2 separate regions of the Acanthopagrus latus genome follow, and region 1 is linked to region 2. Evidence: chromatin contacts called from public Hi-C data. All regions are on one chromosome and are shown on one strand. The core of a region is the stretch at or near the end of the contact, and the rest is flanking DNA. Distances in the headings are between cores, read along the strand shown. Region 1 holds the start of LOC119004470 (protein mono-ADP-ribosyltransferase TIPARP). Region 2 holds the start of ccnl1a (cyclin-L1a).

Region 1 (4,819 bases), core at 1,190-3,689, 140 kb before region 2:
TGGCGTAAACAAATACGTGGTAAAGTTGCATTTTTCAGAGCGCAGAGACCAGCCCCGTTCCAGAAATCCACTCTGAGCTGGCTTGTCTGCAAACAACGAAACTTACGGCGGAAGGCGGTGTAGCACAGCAGGTTCCTAAAACCCTACTTCTGGTAAAACAGGGAGGAGAGGGAAGTTGACTCAACGCACGGTCAGTAAACACAACACTCCTTTATGGAAATGTGACAGATCAGCTAGCAGGACAGAGTCTGCCTTCCTAATTACTTTTAGAAACCAATAAACACCAGAGAAGCTTATGTAGGTGACTCATTCTCTTCACAGCTGCCTTTGGTAGAATTATAATTATGTCTCAACAAGTTTCATGTTTAGTCTCATGCGAAATGATCTGGTGCGATTGAACATCAGGTTCCTCATGGACTGTAGTTTCACCTCTTTGCAAGAAATGTCATGAGAGGAGTGACAAGATCATCTTCAAGCAAGACCCTGCAAACAAATTATTAACACATTTCCTGTCAGCACACATGATCTTTTGCTTGAGACGAATACGTTTGCTCAAGTACCGTATTTATATACAGTTTTGATTGCTGATTAACATTAAATGCTGGTTACCAATTTCTAATGAGACATATAAAGGGTTAATAATTGATAACTAATGCCTTTGTCATGACGTTAATTATTATAGCGCATTATAGATAATAATAGGCCGATCATTTCCGTGCCATGTAGAAAAATCCATTCGTTGGGTGAATAGGGTTTTTAAGGAACCAGTCCTCAAAGTGCATTGTTCTAAAGTCGGAATAACAACCAGGAAAAAAATAGGCACCTGCCCTTGGGGGCTTCATACCCACAGGGTCTCTAAAACCCCACTTCACTGCAAGTCAATTTGTTCAGGAATGTGCACCACTGGAGTCAAACATTAAGAAGGGTCTGGCATTATTACCTGATAGTAAACTGTCTAGTGGGGGGATCTCACTGTTGTAGCATTTAAGGACCTTTAGATTGTGTTCATGTGATGCATGTTCCCTAATAAATAATGTGTTTAAACTGATTCACAAATAGAAAACCTGATGCTGAGTAGTACTGGTCCAGTATGGGACTGGTTCTTTTTTGCTTATTTGTGTGCAGTCTAGTTAATGAGATCGGATGGGTCACTAGCAGAGGTGTGGACTGGATTCATCGCTTTGATGGCTTGAAACTTGACCTGATAGAAAATAGATTACTTGAGAGTGGACTTGGACCTGGAAGTTAAACACTCATGACAGAACTTGACTTGAGACACGACAACTTGAACGACTTGTCTGTGTTCAATTTAGGTTTTTGCTTAGTTTTCCAAGTGTTTTTTTGGTATGGCTGTCAGTATTTCTCTGTTTTAAAGTGATGGGGAAGGATTATTTTGATTGAGAAGAAATTTAGATAACAAATAAATTAGCTTTTATGAAGTGTTTTCTTTTTGGTTACATGACATGTATCGACCTAAATATCAACGATTACAATCCAAACTGAATCAATTGTCATAGTGTTTGAGCAGGTTAGAAAGGTTGGCCAATAACGTTAGACAGACACTAACACTGTGTCCTTTCTCTTTATAAAGATTAAATACTGCAGGTTAGACTGCAGAATATTAGAGGGTAAAAAAGTGGCTTGATATGCAGTAACAAAGGACTCATCGTGGCTCGACCTCACTTGACAGAACTTGTGACTTGACTCGACTCAGACATGAAAAAATTACTTGGGACCAAAACAGGGGCTCAACTCCTTTTTTCCCCTGGGGCCCTTACAGGTAAACACATCACACATCTAAAAGTGCATTATGAATTATATAATGATACATATGTACTCACCTAAAAACAATTTTAAAACATGGGTTTTACTTGTAGTGTAGTTTTTGCATGTTGAGGTATTACTACTTTTACTGAAGAAACTGTCTGTCATGGATATGTGAAGTAATGAATTTTTTTTTTTTTTTGTTGCTTTTTATTACTTCCAGGACCCCTGAAGGTCCCCACACCCCCATGAAGCTTCTTCAGCCAGACTATTCTCTCTCTCTCTCTCATTCTTCCCCAAGGTTGAGGGTAGGAGAAGGGGCCCTGTCCTCCGTAAAAACGTGGGAGACAGGAGGTGCACGGTCCTTCCACCAGAAATCTCTCCCCTCTCTCATCCTGCTGGTAAGGCATGATGATGTATGCTTTTAATTTTGTATTTGAAACTATGAATACAGTTCGACCACCGTGGGTCTTCTTCAGGCCGAGGCACACAAAGAAATGAAATAGCTGTGCTGGCAGACTGTCAGGTGTATGCCTTCTTCTCTCCCCCAAATGTTAGGGTGAGGGATAGGGTTAACCCTAACCCGTCTCTCCCTCCTCCTCCCCCCCCCCCCTCTCTGGAGCGAAGCCCCGCCCCTGACCAGGTTGCGAGGGGGCGGGGCCTGGCTGTACGGAGCCTGGAGGCAGCCAGAGCGTCCTCTCGGCACAGCTGTGCTTCCCCACTCTTTGTCGGCGTCTGCTGCTTTCTCCTGCGCTTCTCTATCCGGCAGAAGGATACAAAGAGAGAGGCGGACAGCATGAAATAGAGACGGAGCATGAGAGCGGCGGAGGCAGCAGAGGGACGCGACAAACCCAGCCGGACTACAGTCTAGTCCACACACGGATACTATTATCTCCGGACTGGATACGGAGCTCCGCCGATGTACGCACTGGATTTCACCCACCAAAGAGTGTCGAGACCGGGGGGAGAGGGGCGGACTTTATCGCGCAGGTAGGGGTTTTTTTTGTCGGAGAAATGCGGTCCGAGGGTTGTTCGTCTTTTTGCCTGAAGCTTGACATTCGCTCCGGGAGAGCTGCGCGATCACTGAGAAAAAAAAGAAAAAAAAAATCACCCCGGCCGACTACTGCAGTGCTCCGGTGTTCGGCTTCGGAGAAGTCCCGCACATCTCCGGGTCGGCCGGAGGGAGTGTTCGTGAAGCGGGGGGAGAGCTGCTGGTGGAACCGGGGAGCCCGATGTAGCTTTTGTCGCTGCTCCGCCGCAGTGCCTTGTGTGTGTGTGTGTGTGTGTGTGTGTGTGTGTGTGTGTGTTTCGATTGTAGCCTACGTGCAAACTTGCTCGGGCAGCGATGTGTAAGCGGCACGTAGACGGCAGGGGCCGCGTATCGGACTCCCGTGATCAAAATATATGGTCCCGGGAGAGAGGGGTTTTGTTACAGTGCTGATTTTATCGCTCCTGCTCGGAGACGCAGCTGTAATTGCAGGCATGACGTTAGCAAAGAGACCAAAGACCGCAGAATAAAGAGCAACAAATACACTGATTATCTGTGTATCCCCGTGTTTTTTTGTTTTTTTTGTTTTGTTTTTCCTCTTCCCTCCTCCCTTCATATGATTAATCTGAGGCTGCTGACTCCGTGCTCGGGATTAGGTAATATTTTTCCGCTTCAGCTCTTCTGGCTGCGAGCGTGAACCCGTCTCTCCTCTCTGAGAGCGGAGTGACTCTAACAGGCTACACTCCTGTAACACTCCTGTATGGGCTCATCTGATAATGTGCCTGTGTCAGCAGATCATTATGGTGGATGCTGCTGCTGCGTTATTCCTGTTCTATCTGCAGGGTCATTACGGGATCAGACCCAGCCTGTGGCTGTTGTCGGAGAGGTTAGACAGGTTTCGTTTCGGCACACAGAGCGAGGGCTTTCTTTTCTCTTTCCTTTCCAGGAAAGGAAACATGAGTTTTCACGGTTATTTTTATGGCATAATTGCGCGTCCGAGCAGCCTGTTAATCATGTCTCCATGCGCCAGGGTGACTTCACCTTGGGAAACTAATATTTGGGGATTATAGGTGTTAAGTTTAATGACTGTCCCTTTCTTTCTCTCTCTTTCTTTCTCTTTCCCCTCAGGACCGTCGGGCTGTGGTAGCTAACCATGGATAAAACTTTGCACATTCTCCAGAAATCCGCAGACGGTGTGCCGACTGGGATCTCGCTGGATATGAGTCTGAACATGGACGAAGGGGAGGATTTCACCGAGCAGCAGATCGTGGGGCTCCCGGACAAAATACCTCTGGTGAAACCTTATTTCAAGAAGAAGCAGAGGAAATTGGACGCCAAATGCCTCCACCGCGCCCTGGAGGATCCTATACTGACCACTTTACTGAGCACGGACACGCTGGTCTCCGGGGACGGGGTGTTTGTTCCCCGGAACCAGCCGGGCCGGACTCCTGGCACCTTGTGCGCGGCGGCCGTGGTGAAACAGAACTGTATGGGCCAGGTGTGTCTCAAAGACCCAGGAGCCGCCGACGATGCCACAGCTGGAGCTGGAGTGCCGGGGCTGATGACCCGGGACGGTGATGTGGAATTAGCCGATACTACTGCGGAGCTGGAGGAGACCGAGCGGCGAGGGGAGCGACCCAAGATCACGGATCCCACCCCCGACAGCCGCTGCTTTCAGCCTAAACCTGGCCTCAGGGCGGCTGGGAGCACCGTGACAATAACGCCCCCCAGCAGGGATATACCTCCCGTGGTGGCACCCCAGGCTCCTCACCAGGAGGGGGGCATCAAAAGCAATGACCTCTTGACCCCCGGGTCCAAGAGCCCTCCAGTCAAAGACCGCTCAGGCCTCCAGGACCCCCATCCCCTCATCCTGCAGCCCGACAAAGGAGTGCTATTTCAGGATAAAAGTGAGGAGGCCTCCCTCGACCTGGTTTTCGAGCTGCTCACCCAGCTCCAGTATCACACGCATCAGTCGGACTCGGTGGACATTTGTGTGGATTTCCTCCAAGGACAGTGTGTTTATGGGAATGACTGTGCCCACCACCACACCGTGCTGCCCTTCCACTG
Region 2 (4,765 bases), core at 242-2,741:
AGTGAAATGTGGACTTGCACCGAAAACACACAGTCCAGTACATCACACACACACTACAGCATTGTGAGCCCAGTGCAGTCAAATATCGCATTCGACTGAAACGCAGCATCAGGTCAGAGATGGAGGACTCAGTACAAAGTGAATGAGTCTTCACAGAATAAACTGTTCAACCTCAGGAGGCCTGCTGCTTCACACAGTACACCCAATTATCAGAACGCTTGATGTGCCTTCAGTTCCCCCTGCTGTCCGTTTTCAGTGACTGCAAGGCTAATGGCTAAAAAAGGAAGAAAAAAAGAAAGAAAGAAATCTTGGGGGTTGAAGAATGAGTGAACACAATGTTCCTTGGACTGCTTCATATGGAGCTCCACCTTTCTTGACACAAACGATGGCATGGAGCTGCACCTTTATCTTTAACACCACCAATGGAGTCTTCAAACTCAGTTTGCTCTTTGCTCTGCTCTTCCTCCCTAGGTTTATGTTATATCAACATAAATATTTCAAAGTTAAAGTACTGAGTACATCTTAAGGACGTCCTGTCCTCTCCGTGTAAACTAGCCGTTCAAATACTGATTTCTAAATAAATCAGGGGCATCGCTGCTTTTCTTTTTTTAAATGGGCGGATGGATATGTTCCAGACGTATCGGTGAGAAGTCCGGACTTTCCCGTAAAATACGTCACAAAAACCGTTGGTGGTGAGTAAACTTCCTTCTGCTGCCTTCGGGTGATGTCGGAAATGACATCTACAGCTTGTGTTGCCAACACGTGATGTGACGTTTAAGGAACACATGGGAATATAATTAAATGGCAGAGCTGAGCCTCCGGAAAACAACAGCTGCAATAGGTTGACTAAATAAACTGAGAAACGCGAGTCATACGTGCCTAATACACAGTTCTGGTGTTTTGTCCATAATTGCGGGCTCAGAGAGTCTGTGATGTTTTATTTCGACAACAAAACTGTAGAAAACTGTCTGCTTCATTTGTCATTATTTATAAGGTTAAGGATACTTTACTGTCTCCCATGAGAGACAGCTGTCTTGGATTAAGAGAACTGCTGCATCACACCACACATCGCAGTAAAAAAAAACAAACAAACAAACACAAACACACCTTTTTACTCTCTTAAAAACGTTTGAAGATTAAAAACATAAGTTTGCGTATGACATTGAAGGTAGCAGTAGCTCATTTACCATTCGTAAAGCGGAAACAATAAAAACATGATCGCCTATCATGTCGATCGATCTGTTCGTTAACTATTTATCTGCTGATACCGTTATCAACTTTATTTAGACTGCGCTCGAATGGTAATCTATAGACAGGTGAGATAAAAGAACACATCCGAGAGAGGGTTAAGTACGAACCGATTGATTGACAGTGCGAGTTTTGATTCATATTACATTTCAGTACAATTCGTGTTTATTTTGTTCAATCGGTCAATATTACGGAACTATTTGCCGCCGCGGATGTGCAAAGTCTTAACAGGATGGTGACGTCACGTACTTTGTCAGTCTCATTGCTCCGCTGTCGTTTCGTCGAGGCCGGGTGAGCACACAAGCTGTAAACCGCTCCTTTTTGGATGAAGATGGCCGCTGGTCCTCTCTCTGTATCTTCCAACGCGTCCACAAACAACGATGGCATTCTCATCGGTGACAAAGTTTACTCGGAAGTATACCTTACAATCGACAACTCACTCATACCGGAGGAAAGGCTCTCTCCGACGCCGTCGATGCTCGATGGCCTCGACCTGAACACGGAGACCGACCTTCGCATCCTTGGTTGTGAATTGATTCAATCAGCGGGCATTCTTCTCCGGCTACCTCAGGTAAGACCTCTTGAGTAGTTATAATATTTTATATCATACATGTGTGAATATTTTCACAGCGAGCGTGAGTTGATAGGGGTTTTTTCCCAGACCACAACACGACACAGGCCGGTTGTTAGCATTTCGTTAATGTTAGCTTAGCTCCTTGACGTTGGCGTGGTGGAGCTAAAATGGCGGCCGTCCATTGTGCAAGGTTAGGCCAGCTTACACAAGACAAAGTACAGACGTAATGCTCTGCGTTTTCCTCGACAGGTGGCAATGGCAACGGGGCAGGTTCTTTTCCATCGGTTTTTCTACTCCAAATCATTCGTCAAACACAGCTTTGAGGTAAGTCCTAGCATGTATATGAATCGTTGTCAGGCCAATGCTGAGCATTTAACGTAACGTTAGCACAGCATAACGCTGTGGTTACGTTCGTGGCAGCCATATTGGCAATACGTTCTCACAGAGTTTATGACCAGTTTCGAGACAAAGAGGGGGAGCCTTTGAGGAAACGAAACAGTTCACGAGTTCAGTCTTCCAAAAAATTAAACCATAGAACCCGAACATTAGTACTTTAAGCATTATCAGAGGCGCCAGTTTATGTCCAAATGTGTAATTTTAACACATCTATCTCGCAGTCAGTTTTTAAACGTTTCCTGGTGGTGGTTGGTAAGCTTAACTTTCCGCCTCACTCCCAGATACGTACACATTTTTATCAATCTGTGTAATATATCGCTATGTAGCTCTAATTGGAATTTGTCAGTAGAGTATTTGTATGTTGATAGTATAAAAAATGTCAGTATTGCTTTGAAACAGACAGATTTACATTGTTTTTACCTCAGTGGGTTATCCCTTTTTAGAGATGAGAACTGCCATTATTTGAGCAGGCTGCATATATGGCGGGATCTCTTTAGTAAATGAATATCTGCTGGTTGGATATTTCATCCCTGTGCTCAACTCTACTTGGCATTCATGGGCATTGTATCTCTGGTTGTGTGTCCAGTTATTGAACTCTCCCTTCCTACCTTTTTGCTTCAATTATCTTCTCTCCAGATTGTCGCCATGGCTTGTATCAACTTGGCCTCCAAGATCGAAGAAGCGCCACGACGAATACGAGATGTCATCAATGTTTTCCACCATCTGAGACAGATCAGAGGCAAAAAGTAAGCATCGACATTGAATCTAGTTTTCATTTACTGCTGATGATAAAGAATGTTTTCAATTATAAGCAACATGTTGCATTGCATTTGTTTTTTGTGTTATTAAATATGATGTATGTTGTATGATGATCTGTTTGTCTGTGAAAGTGCCCTTCTGTTTATCCATGTACTCTAAACCATTTTAAAACTTTTCAGTTTCCGCTTCACTCGTAATCTCAGAGTGTAATTGTCTTCATATAACATCAGAGTAGTTTGACAATACACTGGAATTGATACCCCAACACACTCTTAAAATTGAGTGCATTTTAAATATTGTAAGACAAGGCACCACTGCTTAATCTTCTGTGGTGCCTTTGTCTTCGTAGAAATCTGTACATGTCAGTATTATAGGCCTTGGAATTAACTTGGCTTCTTTTTTCCCTTGCAACCAACTAACAGCGACCAGCTACATTTACCAAACCCTGGGTGATGTGGAATGGTACGTAAGACGAAGCAGTCGGCATGACAACCATGATGCAAGGGGGTCTCACCTCCCCCAGGGTCACCCCACGCCCTCCTGTGGGAGAAGCCCGTGGTCTGAGCCACCGTTGGGCACTGGGATCGGGGATGACAGGTTGGCCGAAGGTCCTTGGCCCCCGGGGCGCCTTGAGGACTCCTGTGGTTCAATCTTAAGCTTTGGGTATCTGTCCGTCAATCTGCGGACCATTGGGTAATGTAGTTTCCACCTCTGACTGCTCCTCACCATGCATTTTGTTTGTGCTTAAAGAGCAAAACTCCATTCACCAACTGTCCCTCATGGCTTTTATAGAAATATCACCTTGTTCGTTCAAGTTGGGTATCAATTGGATGCTTGCGGACGTGTAAGGGTTATGTTTTCGTTGAAGGTCAGTGCATGCAGCGTAGCTTTAATAGTTTGGCCACATACATTGCTAAATTGACTCAGCAACGAAGTAAGTGTATCTACAATCCTGATGTCCTTGTAGTAAGTCTATTTTCTTTCTTTTTTCTGTTTTTTTTGGAAAATGTAGCTTTGAGGTGTAAGTGTAATGTTTAGAAATGGATATTACACATACCCTGGGAATTTTCACATGCATGCGGTTTGTAGCATGACTGTGTTCACATCCAGTTCTGTTATTTGAGACATTAAAATAGAATTGGATCTGAAATTTGATTGTCAGTTCTAAAAAAGTACTTGGTATTAGTTTTGTTCAGATGTAAGAAGATACCATTTAGGTTTTTTCCAAGTTCTGTTCATGCAGTTCTTGAGGTGTAGATTGTATATAGTGAAGAGTACTCCGTGTAAGAGCCTGGTTATAACAGGGAGGTCGACACAGTCTGTGAACACATTTATAAATCAGAGTGCATGTAGTCCAAGTTTATTAATTTAGAATGATGGGGGGGTTCTTTGTTGTAATTACTATATAAAGACATGTGAGATGTGCTTGTATGTTGCTGTAGCATTTTGAATAATCTGCTAAACCAGAAGTCTTTTTTTGAGGTTGGTATGGAACTCTGTGGAAAGTAGACACTGGACAGAAACAATTTTATTTTCCGGATGTTTTCTCCTTTGAGTTTGGCTAGCCTGCTTTTCCATAAGCAAAAGAAAAATGGTTCATTATTTTGAAGTAGTATATCACATCAGTGTATACAATACTGAAGAATATGTGGTGATTTGTGACAGTTATTCATCGGAGTTAGGCACTTATCAGTTTTATAATTAGGAACTAATGACAGTGGAAAGTATTTGCGCGTTGAGTTGGCGATATGGGTGATAATCTGAGTTGATATTTCTGTTGAAGCTGTG

The links. A called contact is a pair of places that touch in the nucleus more often than the background predicts.
Region 1: a Hi-C map of muscle shows a contact between it and region 2, with 2.7 times the contacts expected there. The contact joins the promoter of LOC119004470 here to the promoter of ccnl1a in region 2. A contact is called at or near these places in 2 of 4 Hi-C or Micro-C datasets (both in muscle).

Annotation. Positions count from the first base shown.
Region 1 is chr2:20,650,059-20,654,877 of fAcaLat1.1, reverse strand. LOC119004470 (protein mono-ADP-ribosyltransferase TIPARP) reads left to right here and starts at 2,439. Exons shown (of 7, transcript XM_037071396.1): 1 at 2,439-2,754; 2 at 3,881-4,819. The coding sequence starts at 3,906.
Region 2 is chr2:20,510,137-20,514,901 of fAcaLat1.1, reverse strand. It overlaps ccnl1a (cyclin-L1a), which reads left to right and starts at 1,491. Exons shown (of 10, transcript XM_037082803.1): 1 at 1,491-1,819; 2 at 2,072-2,146; 3 at 2,855-2,964. The coding sequence starts at 1,574. LOC119010587 (a long non-coding RNA gene) reads right to left here and starts at 1,630. Exons shown (of 3, transcript XR_005072009.1): 1 at 1,498-1,630.